Linked DNA regions of Mus musculus: region 1 is linked to region 2. A link is a contact called in public promoter capture Hi-C data. All regions are on one chromosome and are shown on one strand. The core of a region is the stretch at or near the end of the contact, and the rest is flanking DNA. Distances in the headings are between cores, read along the strand shown.

Region 1 (6,704 bases), core at 3,834-6,333, 2.0 Mb after region 2:
GCTTGTATTGCATTGCACAAGCCATAAGCGCCCTTCCTGGTGTACATTAAAGAGAAATAGTCATCCAAGGTTGACAAACAGAATCTTCTGATGGCGAGACATTGAGGCCTCATAAAAATGTAATTAGGAAATAGAACTGCTGAAATGCTGACCAAGACTTTCCTGTGTCCTGTTTTGAGGGGGTGATTCCCTACACAATCCTTTGATTTCTTGCACAATATTTCTTCCCTTTATCTGACTATTAAAGGAGAAGACACATACAGTAGTGAACTGTCATGTATGTCTCTCCTGCCTATGTCTTGGATGAGCTTGAGTTCTGCTTTGACAATGAATATTAATCATGAATGTCCTCCAAGTGTAAGGACAAGTAGCTTTTAAAGGGTTTCATTACACCTCCTTCACTGTGGTGAGGGGGGAAGCATGTGACAAAACGTGTGTGTGGAAGTCAGATGACAACTTTTAGGAGTAACTCTTCCTCCACAAAGTGAGTCCCAGAAATTAGACCTGGCAGCAGGTGCCTCTAACCACTAAACAATCTTGCCAGCTCCACCATTGACTATTCTAGAAATGCATCCATTCTTTCTATCTCCATTTGGTGTCCATTTTTTCTCCTTTCCCTGTGGTGTGTGTATATATATATATATATATATATATATATATATATATATATATATATATTTCCAACATAGTATCACACACACATACACCACACTCTGAGATAAATTTACAAACCATGGGCTAGTTTCCTACCCAACTTATTGCTCATACTGACAAAGTTTTCTCTATACTCAAAGCCAACACTAAGGCTATATCCTCACAGTGGAGTCAGAGTTGTTAGTGGGTAGAAGCCCCACTGTCGAATCTGTGACTTCATTTCTTCTTCAGTTAGACCCTCGGATGCTATCATGGAGCCTTGCCAAGATGAAGGTGCACAGTTACATCCCCATCCATTATACTGGTGTTTTAATGTTACTTCAGATATTTGCTCCTGCCCCCAGTTTCTAAGGGGCTATCTGGCATTAGGTTTGTTGTTGCTATTTTCTGGAAAGACTGACTAGGAAGGTCAGAAAAGAGAGGAAGGAGATGGATAACGCAGACAACAGCTTTGTGAAGAAATAACATGAGGTGTTTTCCCCTCATTACTCACTGGAAAGGAATCCCTACATTCTGACTGGGTAACATTGCTTGTAGTCTGGAAAACACTAGTCTCCTGATCGTAATTCGTTCAGAAAGAACCTATAAAGCCCATTTGAAAGGGTTTGATCAGGCGTGTTGGTATGTGCCTGTTACCTTAGCACCCAAGAAGTTGAGGCAAAAGTATTGAAAGTTCAAAGCCAGCCTAGACTACAAACTTAATGAATCCTAGCCAGCCTGGGTTCCACTGTGAGCCTCTTTCTAAGAAAAAAAATCTTGTATTGATTACTAAAATTAATTTAATGTAAGTCAGAATTATGGTGGAGTTTCCTTAAAAAATGTATCCTAAGGCAGTCATCAATTTATAATTATTTCAAAAAAGTCAAAAGGTCAACTTCACACACACACACACACAGGTTGAGGTATTTTCTCCATTATGAAAGCTACAATGGCAAATGGCCAAATGTAATTATATTAATAAATGACCTTTGAGGAATTCCTGAGTTTAACATTAGTAATTATAAAAGAATTCGGGTGGCAATTGAAATTTGAATTTGGAAAGGTGTTTGACAATATTAGGAACTAGTTCTTAACTTTCTTACCATGTGGATACATCTGTCAGTATGGAAAAGAATGCATTTATTTGTTTCCCTGTTTGTTTACCTACTTACTGGTAGTTCTAGAGAGCAATTCCAGAGCATCTTTCATGAGGCAAGTACTCTACAGCTCAGCTACATTCCAATCCCAGAATACCCTTATTTCTAGAAGAGGCACAATGAAGCTTAGTGGTACCTACACACTTAGCTTAGCTCTCCATGTCAAATATATACACACATATTGGGGAGATGCTAGTAAGCTCCCCACATCAAATATACACACACATACGGAGATTCTTTTAAGCATGACAAAGTGGAGTTTTTGTTGTTGTTTGAGACAGTATCTACCATGTAGCCCTGGTTGGCCTAGTACTCGCCATGTAGCCCAGGGTGACCTTAAAAACCATAGCAATGCTCTTACCTCACCCTTCCTAGTGCTGGAATTACAGGTATTGGCCACCATACACAGTTGATAAAATAAGGAATTATTAAGTCTAGTGAGTGGGTATATTGATACTTATTTTACCATTTGTGCGTATATTTACTAACAAAGTTAAGTTAGTAACTCCAAGGGCAGTGGGTAAACTAAAGACAAAGTACAGCCCTTCTAAGCTGACCATCTTCTTCACTCTCTTGGAAAATCTCATTCAGACATCAAGGAATCTACCAACACATAGCTAAGAAGTTACTAAACAGCCACATAGGTGAGCTCCTTGGTGAATTCTAAGCCAGGAACGAAAGAGAGAGAAAGAGAGAGACAGAGAGAGAGAGAGAGAGAGAGAGAGAGAGAGAGAGAGAGAGAGAGAAGACAACATCCAAGGTTGTCCTGTGGTGTACACACAGATGTATACACACACACACACACACACACACAGAGTGCCTTTAGGTGTTTTAAGTGTTAGGTGGACTCCAGCAAAACAGAACAGAGAGCAATTAACTGGTCTAACAACACTGATCCTTTCCAGGGGTTCAAAACCATCTTTTAGTGCACTTTAGAAGGAGCAATTACTAACTACAGAGAGATGCTGACAACCACCAAAGTTACATCTAGAAACTCGGTTAGCCCTGTGCATACCTGGCTGACCTCCCATGGATACCCGGAACTTATCCCAAACACCTCTGTCTGCTGTGCTCTTAAATGAAAGGCAAGGAATGAAACCCAAGAGCCTGTGTTCTTCAGAAGACAGTAATGAACTCTCACAAACTCCAGTAACTGAGGTCTTCTAAGCCCAATGAAAACAGCCTTGGATAAATCCATGGCCCATGCTGTTGCTTCCTCGTGGGCAGACATAACTTATTCATCTACTGTTTTTCAGGCTTTGTTGGTGCTGGGTGATCAGACATGTTCAGAATAGAGTTTGGAAGTGAAGTGACATAGCATATGTGGTCTGGCTACCCCATCATCTGCTTTTAGGGATGAGAAACAGATGTAACAATGCAAAGCAATGACTCAAAACTGCTGGTGAGCTCTCCTCCTTTCTGGTCATTTCTTGGAAAGAAAGCTTAGAAGATAAACTTGACAAATAGAGGTTCCCCAAAAGTGAACAACAAGAGGAACGGGCCCTGTGCTGTCCTATTTTTCAGCCTTTGTATTGGTGAGAAAAGACAACTGTGAAATTATTTCAAAGAGCTCTTTATCCCAAACTGAAAACATACTACACCAAAAGCAGGACTCAAAAGGAATGAACCATAATGCTTAATATACTTGAAAACACAAAAGGTTGTGTTCCTTTGTGACTGGGGAAGAAAAAGAATGTCACTGTGAGCCAACTACATGCCTGAGAATTCCAAGTCTTACCTAGGTACAAGGATGCATTGTCTTTCTTGACGTTGTCATCTAAATAGGTTGGTCCCAGGGTGTAAATCGGTGTAGAGCCCATTCCAATGAGAACCTGTGCACAAACGAATAAAGCCACGTAGATCCAGTGACTATTTCCTCCCGAGTCCTTGGGACAGGGAGGAGGCTCCAAGATGGCTGTGGAGTTGCCATTCTGACAAAGGCCATCGTTGGAGGCCGAAGCGTTCAACTCTTGGATTTGATAGGGGGGTGAGATAAAGTGAGGTAAAGCGAAGAGCGCAGCCCCGATGGCAATAAGAAGTCCACCCACTGCCAGCCATAGGGGCCTTCGCCCACGGCCACCAAAGTAGCTGACGAACACCACCACCACCAGGTTTCCTATATCAAAGCAGCTGACCAGCAGCCCTGACTCAGAACTCTTCAAGCTATAGCGCCTTTCGATGGTGGTGATGACACTGCTCAGGTACCCAGAGACCATTAACGCCTGGATGAAAGTCAGAAAACACATGCACACTAAGAAGCAGCGAGAATCCGTAAGGACCACGTAGAGACACCTTCTCTCCTGGAGTGTGGCCAAAGTGGAAGATACTGACACAGTTTTGCTGGGGTCCATCCTGTGGTTACAGTCCATGAGTTCCGTTGTAGTGCCTGCCGAAGTGGATGGAGCAGAAGGGCTGGGGACTATCAAGTTCCGTCCTAGATGCGTCTCCTGGCGACCTGGAGCTTCATTGCAACCCAAGGCCAGTTTGCCATCTGCATTCCCAGCACTGAAATTCTGCCGGCAGGAGGCGCTGTGCAGGACCGGTAAACTCTTAGACCTGAAGGACTCTGACTCGCACTTCTCTTGGACAGCTCCAACCGAAGACGGTGCCTCTAGCTGCTGTTGGGCCCGAGACTGCGCATCCCCTTCGTCCATGGCTCTTAAAATGTGATCGCTGATTCCATATAAGGCCTCCGGCACTTTTCATCCACCTGAACGAGGGGCTGATGCCCGGCCCACTCAGTCGTCTCCTCCTGAGACCCGGGCTGGGGATGGCAGAGCCTGGAAGCAAAACATCTCAGCAGCAGGGAGGTGCCCAGAGCATCCTGACCCGAGGCACAACAAGAAGCCACCTTGTACCGGGGGAGGTAAAGGTCCACGCGGTCCTTCGAGGAGTCCTGCTTGGTGTCCACTCTCAGGGATAGCTCGCGGTAGGCGCTTTGCGCGTCCGGTGCTCATCCCCTCCGCCGCCGCCTCTCAGACGGTGGCCAGAAGCTAGAGCGACCTGGGCCCAGTGTGGGGTCTCTTAGCGCAACTGTCCGAACAACATCCCACTTTGTGGCTCCAGGGGTGTTCGGTGCCCACCGCAAGGCTTGTGACACACAGGGTCGTGAAGCTGCCGACCTGTAAAGCAGAGAATTGATGGTCAGAGGGACGGATGCACTTGGGGCTGGCAACCCGGGGTCCGGTGACTAGTGCTAAGTAACCTCGTGGACCCCAGAGGGACCGAGGTGCTAGCCAGGAGCTGAACCGTGCAGGAGGGACCTGCAGAGACTGCAGCCTCAAGTCCCGGAACAATGAGCAGCAGGCGGTCCGCCAAGACTCTCGCTCATTGTCTGCGGCGGGCCTGCCCCCGCCCCGCCCCTTTTGCCTTAAACAGTGCGTTTGCTTTTATATGTTAATAATTATCAGCCTGGCAGCTCTGACTCAGAAGGCAGTGTCTTTTATTCGAGTGAACTAATAGCAACCTTCTGGTACTCCTACTCCATGACTCAAAATAGAAGATTCCCAGAAGAACAAAGGAAAGTTTTTTTTTTCCTTTTACAAGCACACAATACATTCCTGGTCTCAAATTTTAAAATACATTTTTAAGCGGTAGAAAGAAAACTACGTGTAGAAATATGTGTGCACACTTGTACACTGGCACGTGTGCGCGACGAGATGTGAATGCGTCCGCTCCATCAAACACCTACTTAAAGTCAAAGACAGCGCGTGGGGGGAGGGGATCAACATGCTTGCGTGGTTATTCTCTACACTAAAAATAGCCCCTTGCCGGAAAGAACTATATTCAATTACAAGTAACGAGGGCATTCGAGGCTGTGGCCCACGTTAAGTCCCAGAGCGCAAGGTTGAGCGAAACCGAAAATCAATTTGCTTTGCAAATGGTTGAGTGAAGCCACACCAAACAAAGAGACGCTGGCAAGCTGGCACAGCGTGCGCGGGGAGCCCACCGAAACGGCTCAACACAGGCACGCCGGCCCGGAGGTGTGCTATTTGCCAAGCACACCCTGAGAGCGTGAGGTGTGCGAAGGCCTGAAGTATAACACACACACACACACACACACACACACACACACACACACACACACGAGTTCACTTTGTGCGAGCCAGCGCTTGGTTTGAATTCAGCGAGCGCTAATACAGGTGCGCCTCCGCTGTAAACCCCATCCCTAATCTTGGGGAACCCTATACTCCTCCTGCCCCGGCGGCGAAGTGCACCAGATGGGAGGCATTGGGGTTCTGCTGCGTTGGGTTTCGTTCTGAGCTTTTGTGATGCTGCTGCGAAAAGAAAAAAGATGAGAGAGGCGGCTACAACATCTCCCAGTATTGTTCAGGACCGGACTGCCAGTGGCTTGCAAGCCGGCACTTGGGCTCCGCCCGCTCACCCCTGCGCCTTCCCGGGGAACTCCACCCGTGGCTGCACGCCGAGCTGGGGAATCCCGGCGTCGGAGCCCCTGGCTGAGGGAGCAGCCGCATCGCGACGCAGACTCGCATGGGATGGACACGCGGATCCCCGCCCCGAGCTCTCGGAACCAACGCGGAATCCTAGGGACATCCCCTCCGCGCGCGCGCACGCACACACACACACACACACACACACACACACACACACACACAGCCGGTGGGAGGACAGAACCGCCAGGCACAGCTCGCCGCTCTGCTAGGCGCACAAGCTTTCGCAACTCACTAGCGAGGGTGACGACCAATCTGCCGGGCTGGGAGAGGATCAGCCGCTGTAGGACGGCAGCGGTGGGGGAAGATGGGCCAGCCGCCTGCGGAGACCGTCTCGGTCCCGCCGCCGAGAAATCAGGGAGTGAGACTGCGAGTCGAGCTGGCTAACTCTTCCCCCAACCTCTGGCCTGTCACCCAAGCCTCTTCTCCCCAGGCAGACACACACGCACAGAGACGCGCCAGG
Region 2 (5,919 bases), core at 2,758-5,257:
CAGTGATTGGTTAAACATACATTTATCCTTATACAGTTCTTAGTGCTAGAGGGACAATGTAAATTATACTGGGTTATAATCAAGGTCTTAACAAGGCTGTGTTCCCTTGGGTTTTGTAAGATCCTTGCTTCTCCTAGATCCTAGAGGCTGCCTGGTCCTTGGCTTGTGGGCACACTTATGTGCCGGTAAGGCCAGCACTGTTGCATCTTGTGTCCTTTCTCCATAGCTGTATTTCCCACTGTAATAACACCTGGAAAGGTATTCTGCTTTCATCAGTTCGTGTATAAAGAACTCGGCATGGCCCGCCTATAATCAATCCCTCCTGCTTTATAATGCAAAGGCCTCGCTGATAATGGCTTACCTTGATCACACCTATGTGTAATGACCTTCAAAGTAGTGGTCTCCATTACTGACATGTGGTTGCAGCTGTGTTAATGTTGGGCCTTGTTAGTTTCTCTACTAAAGACAAGGTAGGAAGAGAGAAGTATGGCATGGTTTGAAGATCTGTAAGGTCACAGAGACCTATACTGAGGAAGGAATCAAAGGCTCTGCCGGAAGATGGGTACCACAGGGAAGGTGTTTTCCTGAGATTAACACTAGACTCATTGGTTGTTTTACTGGGATGTTAATAAGTTTAGTTTTTATAATGAGAACATGATTTCTCATGACATCATTAGAATTGGGCTATCAGGGTGGCTTGTTCTTAATCAAGTTCATCTGGAGAGAACTCTAGCCTCTCACTGAAGTACCATTCAAACTTTTGATTTGTTTTCTATGTCCCACAACGTCACATCGGTAATTAAAATGTGACTTCCAAGTACTATAGTTTGCCATTTAAGCTATTCACCTTCTAAGAGTAAGATAGAACTAATGAAGTAAGAAAGAACTAATGACTTACTCAATAACTCGCTGTACTTGATCTGATTAAATTGTAAACAAATTGACGTGCAACAACTGGGGAATTAAGCATGAACTGAAACCTACATTGTAAATAGCCTAAGGAGTCACCTGTTGCTCTGGTCTTCTATATGTACATTAGTGTAATTCCATGATTCTGCCTGTTTATGTCTATCAAGGTGTCATGAAATCATCTTCTAGAGATTACAGCCTTTAAGGTGATAACGAAGACCAGTTTCTATTAAATGAGATGGTCATGCAGTAAAGCAATCTTGTCTTTTGTTTTTAAGCTCTTACTGAACTGGCATCCAGACTTGATCTGTGACTTTCCCTGAGCTGATAGTGGCATTGATATGTCCAAGACACAAATATGATTGGTCTCTGAAAGGCAAGTGGAGAGCTCTTTTCCTGCTAAGAGACAGCCTTGCACTCTCCAGCCTTTCAGGCCAGAGTAGTCCTTCTCTGGGCTAAACCAAAGGAAGCTCACTGTGCTCTGCCCTTGGGCCTTTTGAACCTTAGAATCCACTCCAACTGCACCAACCAAGTTCATGCACCCGAAATAAATTTAATGGCTGAGCTAGTCCAGAACTCAGCCATTTCTATCTTCTTCTCCCCCCACCCCCCATCGCTTTTTTATTGGAGGCTTTAACCTCATTAGTATTTCAAGGAAAAAAAAAAAAAACCCTGGCTCTTGTCCATCATCTTGCTTGTTGCCTTCCTTTTCCTGGCAGGCACAGCCTGAGGTTTCAATAGAGGAAGTGGGAAGGGACACAACACATTCAGAGCCTGTGAAAGACCTTATTTACCATCAAAGTGAAAGTTTCCAGATATTCTAGGCCTGTTTTCTTATGCTCTTAAGTCTTTGATGAGAAGTTACGGACTTCAGCCAGGGCTGCAGAGGTCTCTGTGAGAGTCCTCTCTTAGAGAGGACTTGGCAGAGTGAGCTACAAGGTGTCCTGGAGTTGTTCATTAATTACAAATGATACTGAGGCAAAGATGGAGGAGGAGAAAAGAGGGCAGAGACCACAAACAGCATAATAATTTCTCCATGGACACTTCTGAGAGAAATAAGAATTTCACACAATTAAAATGAATATCTTTCTGATAGCTTCCACTTGCTTTTTTCTTCCCAAAACAATTATTGAAGTGTGTCTTTTAATGGAATTATTTAAGTACCTGACTCTGTCCCTAACTCAATTGTAAGTCTTTAGAGGGTGGACTTCAAATGTTAGGGAGTCTAAGAATCTGAGGACCCTGTTGAAAGAATATAGGGTATAATGTTTGAGATAATTAAAGAAAAAAATCATGGAGGGTAGGGGAAGGGATATTCGTTTTGAGGAGACCTCCAGTAACTGCAGTGCAGTGACCTATGACCTGTGTTCTGAAATATTTTCCTAGCACTCATGGTCTACATGATCCTCGGATCCTAGCACTTCATGGTTTTCATACTGGTCTCCCAGGCATCTTGTAGAACACAGCCAAAGTTTCTGGATAGGTAAAGCCTCAATGATGACTAAGACTCAAGTACGTTTTTCTTCAAGTGTAAGATGCTTGCTCTAGAGGTCTATACATAGACAAAATGGCTTGATAGAAATGTGGCTTTCTAACTGGGAACAAATGGCAAGAGAAAACATTCTATTTCATTCAGAGCACTAGATGGAACTCTGTCTTGTTTATATCATTTTTTTCTCTTGGGGGCAAAAAGTGCATTCATTCACTACTACCTGTGGAACACAGAGAGGTTGATTCCCACTAGCTGTTGGGTGTATTTCCTCTGCTTTCTGGTTTCTTTTGTTTATTGTTTACCAGGCTCTGTGAGGTCTGTCTTTTGCGTCCTTTGTTCTTCTGCTATTGTGTGAAGCTGTCCACACTATTTGCCCTTTGCTCCTGGCTGCCTCTAAATAGCCAGATGCAAGGGAAACAGAAAAGCTACCTTTCCCATCAGCGTCATTCATATTATTCAAATATTGAATCTTTAATATGAGAAGAAGGTACGAGATTCCTTTTTGTTTCATGGAAGTCACAATCATATTTTGAAAAGACTTATGGGAAACTGGAGATAACTTTAGTGTAAATAACGAGGGAAACATCTTTAGTTTATCTCAGGTTGCTGAATCTTGGAACAAGTTTGGCCGCCTCTTCCTTGCCTCAGGAGTGCGACTTCCATTTATTTAAATGTCATTAGCTGTACACTATGTAAAGTAGAAAAAATGGCTCTGAAAGTATGTGTTGATAATATCTAGATGGAAATGCAAATGGATCACTTGGTTTGTTAGATTTATAGGTTTTGGTTCTGGTCCCAAGGGAGAATTCAATAAACTTAAACATTAAAATCAAATGCGTTGGCCATTCCATTTCAAAACTGAAGCATAACTAGCTTCTGTGTGTCCTCTGTCAATCAGCTATCATCCACCTGTCTTTCAGGTATCATCTGTCAATCACCTACTATGCATCCTCATCCAACATTTGTATCTTTTTAAAATTACAATTCTTGGAAACAGCTGAGAACAAATATTCTTGAATTTAAACTGATAGTGAAATACTACAGTGAGACTTAAAAAATTTAGATACACCCGGTGTTACAAAGTACTCAGCCAGGGTGATGCTTATTCTATGTGAATCAGTGCATAGGTAAGGGCTGCTACTTTGCTCTGATGTCCTCATTTATCACACTAATTGACATTTCAAGCTTTGACAGAGGTTGTCTGCCTGTGAAATAACATTGTTTGCTGTTTTTTTCTATAAACCGAACCTGTTTCGTAGTAGACGAAAACTCAAAATCAATGTGTTCCTTGTCAAACGCGGGAGGGTCAGTGGTGTGGTTGTTTTGTTCCCAAGCAGTTATGTAACCGCGGGGACTTGTTTCTTTGCTTTCAGACTTGGTGCAAAACACATTAAAGCTAAACAGTGGGCGGGATTCCCAAGAGCAGCCCTCACAAGTGTCCTTCTAGGTTTGGGAACCTCGGATTAGTTCCATCCTGTGTGTGTGTGTGTGTGTGTGTGTGTGTGTGTGTTTAGTTAGCTGGCAGGATACACTTCCCCAGGGTTGTGTTTCCTTTTTCCTGAGATTTGGCTAAGGGTAAAGGGTCGGAGTCACATGGATTGAAAGCATTTGATTGATGTCCAAGTCACCGCTGTGGCTGGAGCCGCCTCCCCTCGGGCTGGAGCCGCGTGAGGCCGGAGCAGCGGGCCGGGCTGGGTTCCCGCTCTCCGGGGACTGTCCCGTTCTGAGTCCAGCGCGTCCCGCGCGTCCCGCGCTCGCACCGCAGCCCGAGCACAGTCCTCTGCCCACACCCCGGCCTCCGGCCAGCATGTGAAGCTACGCGTTCCGGCTGGGACTCGGCAGAGGCGGCAACTTTGCTGGCGGCAGTGGCGGCAGTGGCGGCAGCAGGCGCGGGGCAGCGCACTTGCCCCCAGCTCCGCGCCCCGCCGGCCACCATGAGCGACGAAAGCGCCAGGGAAGTAGACAAGCAGCTTCGCCTGCGCGTGTGCGTGCTCAGCGAGCTGCAGAAGACCGAGCGCGACTACGTGGGCACGCTGGAGTTCCTGGTGTCGGTGAGTAGCCGGCCCCGCGCACGGCACCAAGTCTGGAGCATTGTCTGCGCCAGCACCCGGCATCCGTAAAGGTGACGCGGGGACCGCGGGGACTCGGGGGACAGACCTGTAGATGAACGGGTGCAGAGTGGCCAAGGCCTTGAAGAACTCGCGTGGGAGAAGTTAACCAGTGGCCATTCTGCCTGTTCCATCTGCGCTTAATTTTCTTTATCCATCTCCCAGGGCAAATTTCATTGTGTCATTTTCCTTATCCTCTTTCTTTCGGCTCATATTTTGTTTTGATTTTGTGTCTCAATTTGCTACCTTCAGGTACATGCAGTGTTTTAAAAGTCCTTGAATGTTGTGTAGCCGGAGTCGGTTATTAGATCAACAGCAGTGAAGTCCCTTTAGGTATAATCATTGAAACGTTGGATTCTGAGGGTGGAGGCGAAGGAGCAAGAGCAGCGGGGTCACCATCCCTGGCAGCTGTTGCATATTAAAGCCACATGTGTGCGCCTCCCTCACAGCTCTACAATCTTCTTTCTCCTGATTTAAATCTGCCCTCCACTTGGGTCCTAGTCTCCTGTGCACGCCGACCACTTGAAAATGGTATCATGAAACTCACCTCGAGTCGACAATTTCAGGGTTTCACAGACTGGGCAGGAGCTGTTTCCAGGTCCCAGTTTGACTCACTGGAATTCTGCCCCCAAATCATTTCATTCAGTCTCAGAGCAGAAGAGGAAAAACTGTGGGAAAATGAACTCCTGAGACATCACCTAAGGATGGAATTTTCCTCATTGCGGAAAATACAAAGAATTTACAGCCAGTTCCTGTCCATCCTGATATATTTGAGAGCGGCCTTCAGAAAAAGAGTTAAAACCCCACCCAGATCCTCCGGCCACTTTCTCCTTCATCCCAGTGTTCTATCCTGCCCCCAGCCCCAGGTTGGAAGGGAAATGTTTCAAACTCCGAACTTCCTCCTTCAGTTTCCTTCAGTCTGTAAAGTTTGTGCTAGCAGCCACCCTGTAGAAATTCACTTGGCTGTGTCAGGAAGAACAACATCTCAGGTCTCAGGAGATGCATAACACACAAGCTGGATTCTCAAATTCATTTTACCCACGCTTGGGGGCCACGTTCTTTGAGGTTCACGTGCTGGGAGAATACCCTGGTAACCAGTGATAGGTAGGATTATTGTATGTGTTCATGTAGCAGTCATTGACAAGAGCATGTTTTTAAGGAGATAAAACTTTTAATGACTTCAAATTTGACTCTCATGAAACTTTGTTGGGTGATAAGTCTTTGGATTTGAAGGGTCTGCGACATTCTTAGAAAGAGCCTTTCTGAAAATAGATGGAAACCGGGACTGCCAAGGCTAAGCTGCAGAAACAGGGAGTCTCAAAACCTAATTTGAGCTGGACTTGGTGGCGCATGCCTTTAATCCCAGCACTCGGGAGGCAGGGGCAGGCAGATTTCTGAGTTCGAGGCCAG

What was found. Promoter capture Hi-C pulls out the DNA fragments that hold promoters and counts their contacts.
Region 1: a contact with region 2 is called in a promoter capture Hi-C map of second pharyngeal arch cranial neural crest. The contact joins the promoter of Slco5a1 here to the promoter of Prex2 in region 2. A contact is called at or near these places in 4 of 39 promoter capture datasets (embryonic stem cells, hippocampal neurons, liver and 1 more) and 2 of 115 datasets of contacts at active chromatin or transcription factors (astrocytes and stem cell-derived neural progenitor cells).

What each region holds. Positions count from the first base shown.
Region 1 is chr1:12,986,052-12,992,755 of GRCm38.p6, forward strand. Slco5a1 (solute carrier organic anion transporter family, member 5A1) reads right to left here and starts at 5,084. Exons shown (of 9, transcript NM_172841.2): 1 at 3,529-5,084. The coding sequence starts at 4,444.
Region 2 is chr1:10,989,458-10,995,376 of GRCm38.p6, forward strand. It overlaps Prex2 (phosphatidylinositol-3,4,5-trisphosphate-dependent Rac exchange factor 2), which reads left to right and starts at 4,008. Exons shown (of 40, transcript NM_029525.1): 1 at 4,008-4,452. The coding sequence starts at 4,336.